Linked DNA regions of Mus musculus: all the other regions are linked to region 1. Evidence: chromatin contacts called from public HiChIP or PLAC-seq and promoter capture Hi-C data. All regions are on one chromosome and are shown on one strand. Each heading gives the region's core, a stretch centred on a gene start, on an enhancer-like site or on the middle of the called end of the contact. The rest is flanking DNA. Distances are from core to core; before and after follow the strand shown. Region 1 overlaps Itsn1 (intersectin 1 (SH3 domain protein 1A)). Region 2 overlaps Itsn1 (intersectin 1 (SH3 domain protein 1A)). Region 3 overlaps Itsn1 (intersectin 1 (SH3 domain protein 1A)).

Region 1 (2,700 bases), core at 119-2,618:
AGAAGGCTCAAATGGGATAAATGCCTGATTCGAATACTTACAGAGTTTGGAGAAAGCTGTGAAAATGTGTCTCATTTCAAGGGGTCAGAAAGCCGTGCACAAGGGCACTCTTCAGCGGGAAAGTCCAACCAGCAAACAGGACCAGAAGCACCAGAGCACGAGGTCTGACTGACGCCTATAGCTCACCCTCACTTCTCAGCCAACCCCTAGGGCTGACTAGCTAGCTAGGGCCCCTGCCCAGCCCAACCCCTTCCCCAACCTCTCAGTGCAGTACTACGATGAGGTAAGGGGTAGGCTTTGCAAGTAGAAATGCCACGCAAACATTGCCCGAGAGCTGCATTAGGCAATGTTTGTAAGAAAAAACACACACCCTAGTGCTAACAGGGCAGACATTGTGAGTCCAAAGGCCATATGTGCCACCTACCAGCCTCTACAGTGAGGTTGAGCTACTCAACTATATTATACTCTGGATATAAAATGAAAGTGACAGTACCTGTTCTGCCATTTGGGGGACAACTACCCGCAGAATTATCTAGAATACTGCCTAGGCATGAGAAATAGTAAATATTAGTTGTCACTGTCATATTTAAAATATATTACACACTTTAAAAGTTTGAGGGGCTAAGTATGGCAAAGTTAATGTAAAATGTGTTCTTGCCTAAACAAGAAATGATGATGTCCTGAAAAGAACACTGGGTTACAAACCTAGTCACTCCTGAGCAGTAACAAAGTCATCTGGCTCTGTTTGCATAGACTGGAGATCCCAAAGAGCACACACACACACACACACACACAGACACACACACACACACACACACACACACACACACACAGACACACACAGACACACACATACACACACACACACACACACACACAGACACACACATATACACACACACACACACACACATATACACACACACACACACATACACACACACACACACATATATACACAGACACACACACACACACACACAGACACACACACACACAGACACACACACACACACACAGACACACACACACACACACACACACAGACACACACAGACACACACAGACACACAGATACACACACACACAGACACACACACACACACAGACACACACACACACACACACACACAGACACACACACACACACAGACACACACACAGACACAGACACAGACACACACACACACACACACACACACACACACACACAGACACACACACACACGCACACACACACACACCAGCACCTAAACCACTGGCCACAAAGGGACGGAGTTGTTACTTTTTGGAGAGCTGCCAGTGTACTGGGTGAAGGGGAGTAGCAGCAAGCACTGTTATGTATAGAGCAAGGCGAGCCCGCAGGCTGCTTCCGGCTAGCCCCTGGGGACCAGTCTGCATTGCTATGATGTTGTTGCACTAAAAGCAGATGTCAAAACCTTCACAGCCTGCTTTCTTTTCTCACCTTTTCTAGGGGTTATAAGACAAGAATGATGAAATATTTCATTGAACTGAAAAGATTTCCTAAAATGACCCAAACTAAGGTTAAAGTAAGTTATTTTAGGAAACTCAGCGCTACAGTAAGCTAGGAATAAGCATCATGTTACACTCCTGTCCTTTATTGAATAACGATGTAGCACACATAAAACTCACCACTCTAGCTCAGTGACATTTAATACGTGCACCAATGATGTGCAACAATCACTTCCAGAACCTGGAAGGGAGCCCCAACACAGTGCCGCTGTGAACGCTCACTTTCATGTGAACACCTGCTTTCTATTTTGCTGCCTGTGTGCGTAGGAATGAATTTGCAGGGCCATATGATAACTCCGTATTTAACTACTGACAAGCAAGCGCTTGCTTTCTGCTTGCTTTGTCGAACACTGACACTCCCACCAACAGCCTGTGAGGTGAGGACTCTGCTTGGCTAGCATCCAGGCCAGCACTTGGCACCTTCCTTTTGTTATTTAAACAGTAGCCATCCTAGTGAGAAGTGCAATCTTGTTTCCATCATGTAGAGCATCTTTCACGAGTTTGTTGTCCATTTGTTTATTTTCTTTGGAAAAATGCCTATTCATACCTCTCCCCACTTTTTAACTTAGCTGTTTATCCTTTTAATGTTGACTTGCAAGCACTGTGTCCAGTATTTTCTGAGTCAGTGGACCGCTTGAAGCCTATCATGCAGCTAGCTGGCCCTCTTCTTTCTTCCAAGCTTAAAGGAAAAGGCAGTTCTTCCAGATAACGAACAACTGAGGAGCAATGTGAGGCCTGATAATCTACCTGCAAGTAAGAAATACACAATACCTCCCATTTTTGTCTTAAAGCCCACACTCCAGGCATGTATTAAGGTGATGGTGAGACTGTCATTTCCTATGCAGAGGCTCTGTGCTAACTGCCTGACCACCCTTACAACAGCATGACCAGAACGCCATCAGTCCTGTTGGTGAGGCAGGGACACCGCACAGTTAAACATGCCAAGGCTGCAAAGAAGCTGCAGTTTCTTCCCTCTGCCACCTCTCACACCTTTTGAGCTTGAAATGGTAACATGCCTTGCCCCATCACTTGAAATTAGGTCTGTGTGGGAAAATACCAATAGCCATACTGCTGACTGTACAAGTCTTTTAAGTAAACTGTTGGTTCTAGAAGTTGTTCTGTTAGATAGATAGATAGATAGATAGATAGATAGATAGATAGATAGAT
Region 2 (2,700 bases), core at 165-2,664, 100 kb before region 1:
CGCTCAGTCAGAAAGCTGGCTCCAATACTAGAGTCCAGTGAGTCCTATTCTTACGTCTATACATGTGACCTGTAGCTGAGGCCACTGACTTTTCAAACAACCACAGGAACAGGGCAGGTCTAAACATCTGAAGGGCAGCAGGTGCTCCTAACTGCTGGGCCATCTCTCTAAAAGTAACTTAAGGCTGAGGACAGGAAAGGCGGGCCCTCGGGTCATGTGCGGTCAAGGGCGCTGGCTTTGCTTTACAATTTGGTCACTGTTACTGACACTGATACTGGTGCAAGCACGCTTCCCAGTCAACTCCCTCCACTGTCTGCTTCTTCCCTTCGCCAGGCAGTGCCAGCTATTTATAAACTGCTGTGTTCTTCTGCTTGGATTCACTTTGGTGCTGCTCTGAACTCCTGGTTCATGCTTTCTGATGGCGTCATACCACACGCAACTGCTGGGCACTGGAAATGGCGGCTGCTATCCTCCTAAGCACTGAGTAGGTTGGTGGCCAGGCTCGCGACCTCCACCTTAGGACTAAAGTCAGGTGGGAGAGAGTCAGGAGTGTCTCTCAAACAACAAAGCACTGCTGAGTCTGATGAAAAACGGGGCTATGCGTGTAGAGTGCCTCGAATTTAATGCAGGATCTGTAGCTGTAACTGTACAAGGTGGGCAAGTTTAACTTCTGGATGCTGCAGTTTCTTTGTCTATAACATGCCTGTCTTTGTATGGATACATCTTTGTTGTTTTGTTTTCCAGACAGGATCTCTGTGTAGCCATGGCCGTCCTGGAACTCCCTCTGTAGACCAGGCTACCATGGAACTCAAGAAATCTGCCTGCCACTGCCTCCCAAATGCTGGGATTAAGATGTGTGTCACCACTCCTGGCTTCTGATAAGTCTTTGTAATCTGCCGGGCACAAATAAAAGTTTAAAACCACAATTTTATAAAAATCCAACTCTGACTAATACGGTGTTCTCACATCTAGACATTGGTTCTGGTACCTCATTTTAACCTAGTTTACTCTAAACAAGCTTTGGTTCTCTGCTCCGGATGCCTGTCACTTCTGGTTAATCTTGCCAGGGTCATCTCCTGTAGGAACCCATTTAGTATCTGATTACTGCTTTTCTGGAACATTCACTGCCTCAAATGATAACTGCTTGGTATTGCCACGACCTAGGATCTACTGTTATCTCTTTGCCTGGCTAATGAGACTCTGGGCAGACATAAGGAACCAGATCAGAAATCTCGAAGCAATGTCTGACCACACATCTCAAGGAGAGGTCTAGCCCCACCCCACCCAGCCTGCCAGCAGCAAGGACAGAAGTCACAGTGCACCTCCAAGTAGCGTCAAGAGCTAGAGGAGGGGCCCTGAGCTCAGATCCAGCGTCTCCAACAAGAGCTCCCATCTCCAAGGCAACGATGAAATCATCATGGGCTTCACTTTTAGCGGAGGAAACTTACTGCCCTCAGCAACGGCCCAGACATGGTCTCAGGAATGTGAACTTACTCTTGTGGGGTTAGCTCATTTTAACGACTATGATTAAGGACCACAGCAGGCAGCAGGAATTCATTCTTAACACTTAACCACTTGGAAAACAGAGCGTCAACATGAACACGAGACATTTCTTCTTGAGTTTGGAAAACTTTGCCAAAAATGCCAATCTAATTTTGGAAAAAATGTAAGTGTACAACAGGCTGAGTAGGTTAAGCACATACACTCTGTAACACGGCAAGCTATGACGGACTTTCAGACAGAGCATGCTCACCCACTGTGGCTTTTATGAGGGAGTCTCAGGCTTTTTAATGAACAAGCTTAGTCTTAGTTTAATTATCTAACTAGGTCTGTCCCATCAATCCCAGTTTCTCTGGGAGCAATTCTGATACAACATCATGGAATTGAAGCCCAGACCCTAGATTCTGTTGAGCTGGTTTACAAAACAGTACTAACTACACACTGAGTATCGTGCCTGCTGGGCGTGAAAGTCAGATGTGCAGAGCGGTCAGTTCAGATTGAAATCAGCTTGGTTAAAGCTTGGGTTCTAACAGGTCTATGGGCACTGACCGCCATTTCACTAGGAAGCTCTGGCTTTTCTTAAATTTCCAACTTGGTTCCCGGGGAGGTGCTATTACATTTGGCTCTTTAATGACCTCGACTGACATTCCTGTCATTCCCATGCACTACCGTCTTCTTCATCAGGGTGACATTACTGAGGGATGGAAGAGCCTTTAGGAGATGAAGCCCAGCGAGAGAGCTTTAGGCTTGGGGTATGATTTGAAGGCAGACTATGGGACTCTGGGTCCATTCTTCACCCTCTCCTACCCTGGGGTACATTATCCAGCCATCTCTTCAAACTCTTACTTTTTCCGAGACAGGGTTTCTCTGTGTAGCCCTGGCTGTCCTGGAACTCACTCTGTAGACCAGGCTGGCCTCCAACTCAGAAATCCGTCTGCCTCTGCCTCCCAACTGCTGGGATTAAAGGCGTGCGCCACCACTGCCTGGCTCTTATTATTATTTTTTTTAAACTTAAAAAATGTTGTGTGTCTACTTGAGCACAGGCATGCATGCACTCGTGTCCTTGGAGGCTAGGAGATGGTATCAGATCAGTTACAGGTGCTAAGAATTGCCTCTTTACCACTGAATTTGGGTCTTCTGGAAGAGGAGGGAGTGCTCTTAACTACTGAGCGGTTTCTCCGAGCCCTTAACTTCCATTTC
Region 3 (2,700 bases), core at 181-2,680, 120 kb before region 1:
ACTTACTGAAAAGTAGCACTAACGGGAACAGTGCCCAGAACACGCACACGTTCTTCACATGGGTCCACCGACTGCTAACACCCAGTCCAGCCGCCATCTATGTGCTCTTGACTGCCCTTCCTAACCCCCACCACTTCCTCCCCCCATCATTTGTTCCTGAAACACTTGATCACCAGGCTCTTACGTCACAGTTCTTTAAAAAATATATATGTCTGTCTTACTATTTACGTGTATAGAATATGTATGTGGGTGCACAGAGGTCAAGAGAGGTCACCAGATCCCCCAGAGCTGAAGTTACAGCTGGTGTAAGCTGCCTGATATGGGCACTGAAAGCCTACCTCAGGTCTTAATTAATGAGCTATCTCTCCAGCCCCCTAATCATGGGTCCCAGTCTGTTGACAAAGCGTGGATGCTGTGCCTTTACTAAGTAGCATCCATTTGCCTCCACGGGTGATGGTCATTTTAATCACCTGATGAGGTGGTACCCTAGTTCTCAACTCTGTTATCACTGTATCCTTGCAAATAACAAGCATTTCTAGGGAGCCACGCAACACCATACACTTGTTCTTGTCCTTACATAAAACTCCCCTTAGATATATCCCACGGCCAGCCTAACTTGCTACCATGATGATACACAGACTCTCTTCTGCAGCATCTTTGTGTCTGGAAGTGAGAACTAAAGGAGGTGTCAGAACCGTGAATGAGTGATGTGATTTCGGTACACACAGCAACTGAAAACAACATCATGACCGACGTAGGCTGCATGAAAGACACCTGCCATGTCAGCATGTCCCAAACACCTCCAACGAAGCGCTGATTCCGTTTGCCAGGCCATGGCGCATGAGGAGGTCTCTATGCAGCCCCTACTCAGCAAATTCTGTCTCCAGCACTCCCTATCTGAGCTTGTCGGACAACTGGATACACGTTCAGCGGGTCCGCAGCTCTCAGAACTAAGCTCGTAAGACACAGGCGCCCCTCATCAGGCTCAGGGTTCAGATAAGGAGGGTTCTTTGTACTGTGCAGTGCAATGCTGTTCCTTGAGGCTTTGCGTGTTCATGCTTAGACAGAGAACTTTAAATGAACGTAGAGACACTAACTTGCAGTTCTCCTTCCCACCATCCACCTGGGTTCTTTTTCCGGATCAGAATCAGCTGCCCAGGAGCCAGGGTGAGTTGTTCGGGACCAGTAGCAGCGTAGGAAGCAATAACCTGGGCAATTTCTGAAAAACAGGATCAAACGTTGCAGTGTGCTGTCAGTGAAGAGAAGAGATCCTAGGACACACTATTGTTCAGGATCAGACACCAACGTCATGGAACTCTGCAGACTGGCTGCTTCCCACTCTGACCCCTGCTCTTGCCCCTCCCTGGGAGCCACAGTGCAGATGCTCTGTTTGTCTCTGTCTAGCTCAGACTTGTGCGGCCCTCACTGTCCTGTGACTCAGCAGCTCCCCGCCATCCTGCCTGCCCCCATGCGTCCTGTCAAAGAACCTCCCACAGTTACTATGTGCCCGGATGAAGGGCCAGGACCCCGCTCCCATCTCCATAAATCTGAGGGACGCCTCCTTCTGCCTGAAAACTAATGGGAGAAATGAGGTTTTCCTCAGAAACCCATAGGAGCCTGGCTACAGCTCACTTACACACACGGCTTAGGACCGTCTCCCACTAACATAGCCAAATCAGCCAGGCCTCCTATTCTGGGAGTGATCCACGAATTTCTGGTTTGAAACACAGAACCATGAGTTTAACTTATTTCAAGTTACAAGAGGAACACAGAGCTATGAGAACTTTAGGTGAAAACAGTAATTCAGCACAGAGATAAAAAACGTAAATAGTTGTGTGGTTTGCCTGACTCTGAAAGCCCCTACAGGAGACTCCCAGCAAGGCCACAGCCCAAAGTCTGGGGCAGCTCAGGCCAGGGGGGCGGGGGGGGGGGGGAGCGATCCAGAACTGTTCTCCACACTCATTCCCATCTCAGTGAACCCGAAAGGACAGAAAGGAAGGAAGGATGGCAAGAAAGAAGTATGAAGTACAAAGAGATGGGAAGAAGGGGTGGGGGTGGGGGCCCCACATTCCAACACTGCCTACAGAGTGAAGGGCAGAAGTAAGAGGCAGTTCCTTTAAGCAGCCCTATCACGCTGTCCTGAAATCTGAGGCTGGCCACCACAACAGGAGGAGGAGAAGCAGCCTGCCTGCCTGTGCTTCAGAAAGCCCAGAAAGGCAAAAAGCCCGGAGGCCGGCTCCCAGCTAGTCTGTGTCTAGCCAAGAGCCCAAGCAGGGAATGTGTAGGGAGGGACGCTCCTCTGGCATGCTAAGGACAAGTTCTAGATTTCAAGTTTTTGGTTTGGAGAAAGTCCCAATTAGTGTCCTATTTGGCACCAGCTGTTTTTGCTCCTCAAAGGACCTGGCATACTAGCTGGAGATTTGTTCTGGCATTTTGAAAGGGCTCTGTGTCTCCAAACAGCTTGCGAGTTTCAAGGTAAAGTGAGGCCCATCTGAGGGCTGTAAGTGAACTATCTGGACCCTCTGGAATGGCGCCTGTTCAAGTACAGACAACATCCAGCAATAGCAGAGGCCCAGCTTTGTGCTCTGACTAAAATCCCCTTTCCTGGCTGTGTGAGCCCAACTAGAGCTGAGCACAGCCTCTCAGCAGAGCAGTGCCCCTTCTAACCTATAATTTCCTAAGGTCAACTTTGGCCAGGAA

The links. HiChIP or PLAC-seq counts read pairs in DNA pulled down with a chosen protein or histone mark. Capture Hi-C pulls out chosen DNA fragments and counts their contacts.
Region 2: a contact with region 1 is called in an H3K27ac HiChIP or PLAC-seq map of embryonic fibroblasts, with 2.9 times the contacts expected there. The contact joins two enhancer-like sites. A contact is called at or near these places in 10 of 39 promoter capture datasets (the 3T3-L1 cell line, 3T3-L1-derived adipocytes, the HPC-7 cell line and 6 more), 6 of 484 Hi-C or Micro-C datasets (CD4 T cells, bone marrow-derived macrophages, liver and 3 more), 15 of 115 datasets of contacts at active chromatin or transcription factors (astrocytes, bone marrow-derived macrophages, craniofacial prominence and 11 more) and 4 of 9 other capture datasets (adipose tissue, embryonic stem cells, liver and 1 more).
Region 3: a contact with region 1 is called in a promoter capture Hi-C map of liver. The contact joins two enhancer-like sites. A contact is called at or near these places in 9 of 39 promoter capture datasets (the 3T3-L1 cell line, 3T3-L1-derived adipocytes, embryonic stem cells and 4 more), 5 of 484 Hi-C or Micro-C datasets (B cells, LSK cells, bone marrow-derived macrophages and 2 more), 11 of 115 datasets of contacts at active chromatin or transcription factors (astrocytes, bone marrow-derived macrophages, craniofacial prominence and 6 more) and 4 of 9 other capture datasets (adipose tissue, embryonic stem cells, liver and 1 more).

What each region holds. Positions count from the first base shown.
Region 1 is chr16:91,745,394-91,748,093 of GRCm38.p6, reverse strand. The region is part of intron 1 of Itsn1 (intersectin 1 (SH3 domain protein 1A)); the gene reads right to left. Among named protein-coding and RNA genes, the nearest start is that of Itsn1, 17 kb to the right of the region's middle. Within about 2 kb of position 1,368, at least 102 of the 459 cell types and tissues checked have an H3K27ac peak or open chromatin away from gene starts, as enhancers often do. A contact at or near this core is called in embryonic fibroblasts, embryonic limb bud and liver, where this site is marked.
Region 2 is chr16:91,845,300-91,847,999 of GRCm38.p6, reverse strand. All of the region lies in intron 19 of Itsn1 (intersectin 1 (SH3 domain protein 1A)), which reads right to left. Among named protein-coding and RNA genes, the nearest start is that of Gm52262, 58 kb to the left of the region's middle. Within about 2 kb of position 1,414, at least 79 of the 459 cell types and tissues checked have an H3K27ac peak or open chromatin away from gene starts, as enhancers often do. A contact at or near this core is called in embryonic fibroblasts, embryonic limb bud and liver, where this site is marked.
Region 3 is chr16:91,861,776-91,864,475 of GRCm38.p6, reverse strand. It overlaps Itsn1 (intersectin 1 (SH3 domain protein 1A)), which reads right to left. Exons shown (of 39, transcript NM_010587.2): 26 at 1,098-1,219. Among named protein-coding and RNA genes, the nearest start is that of Gm52262, 41 kb to the left of the region's middle. Within about 2 kb of position 1,430, at least 121 of the 459 cell types and tissues checked have an H3K27ac peak or open chromatin away from gene starts, as enhancers often do. A contact at or near this core is called in liver, where this site is marked.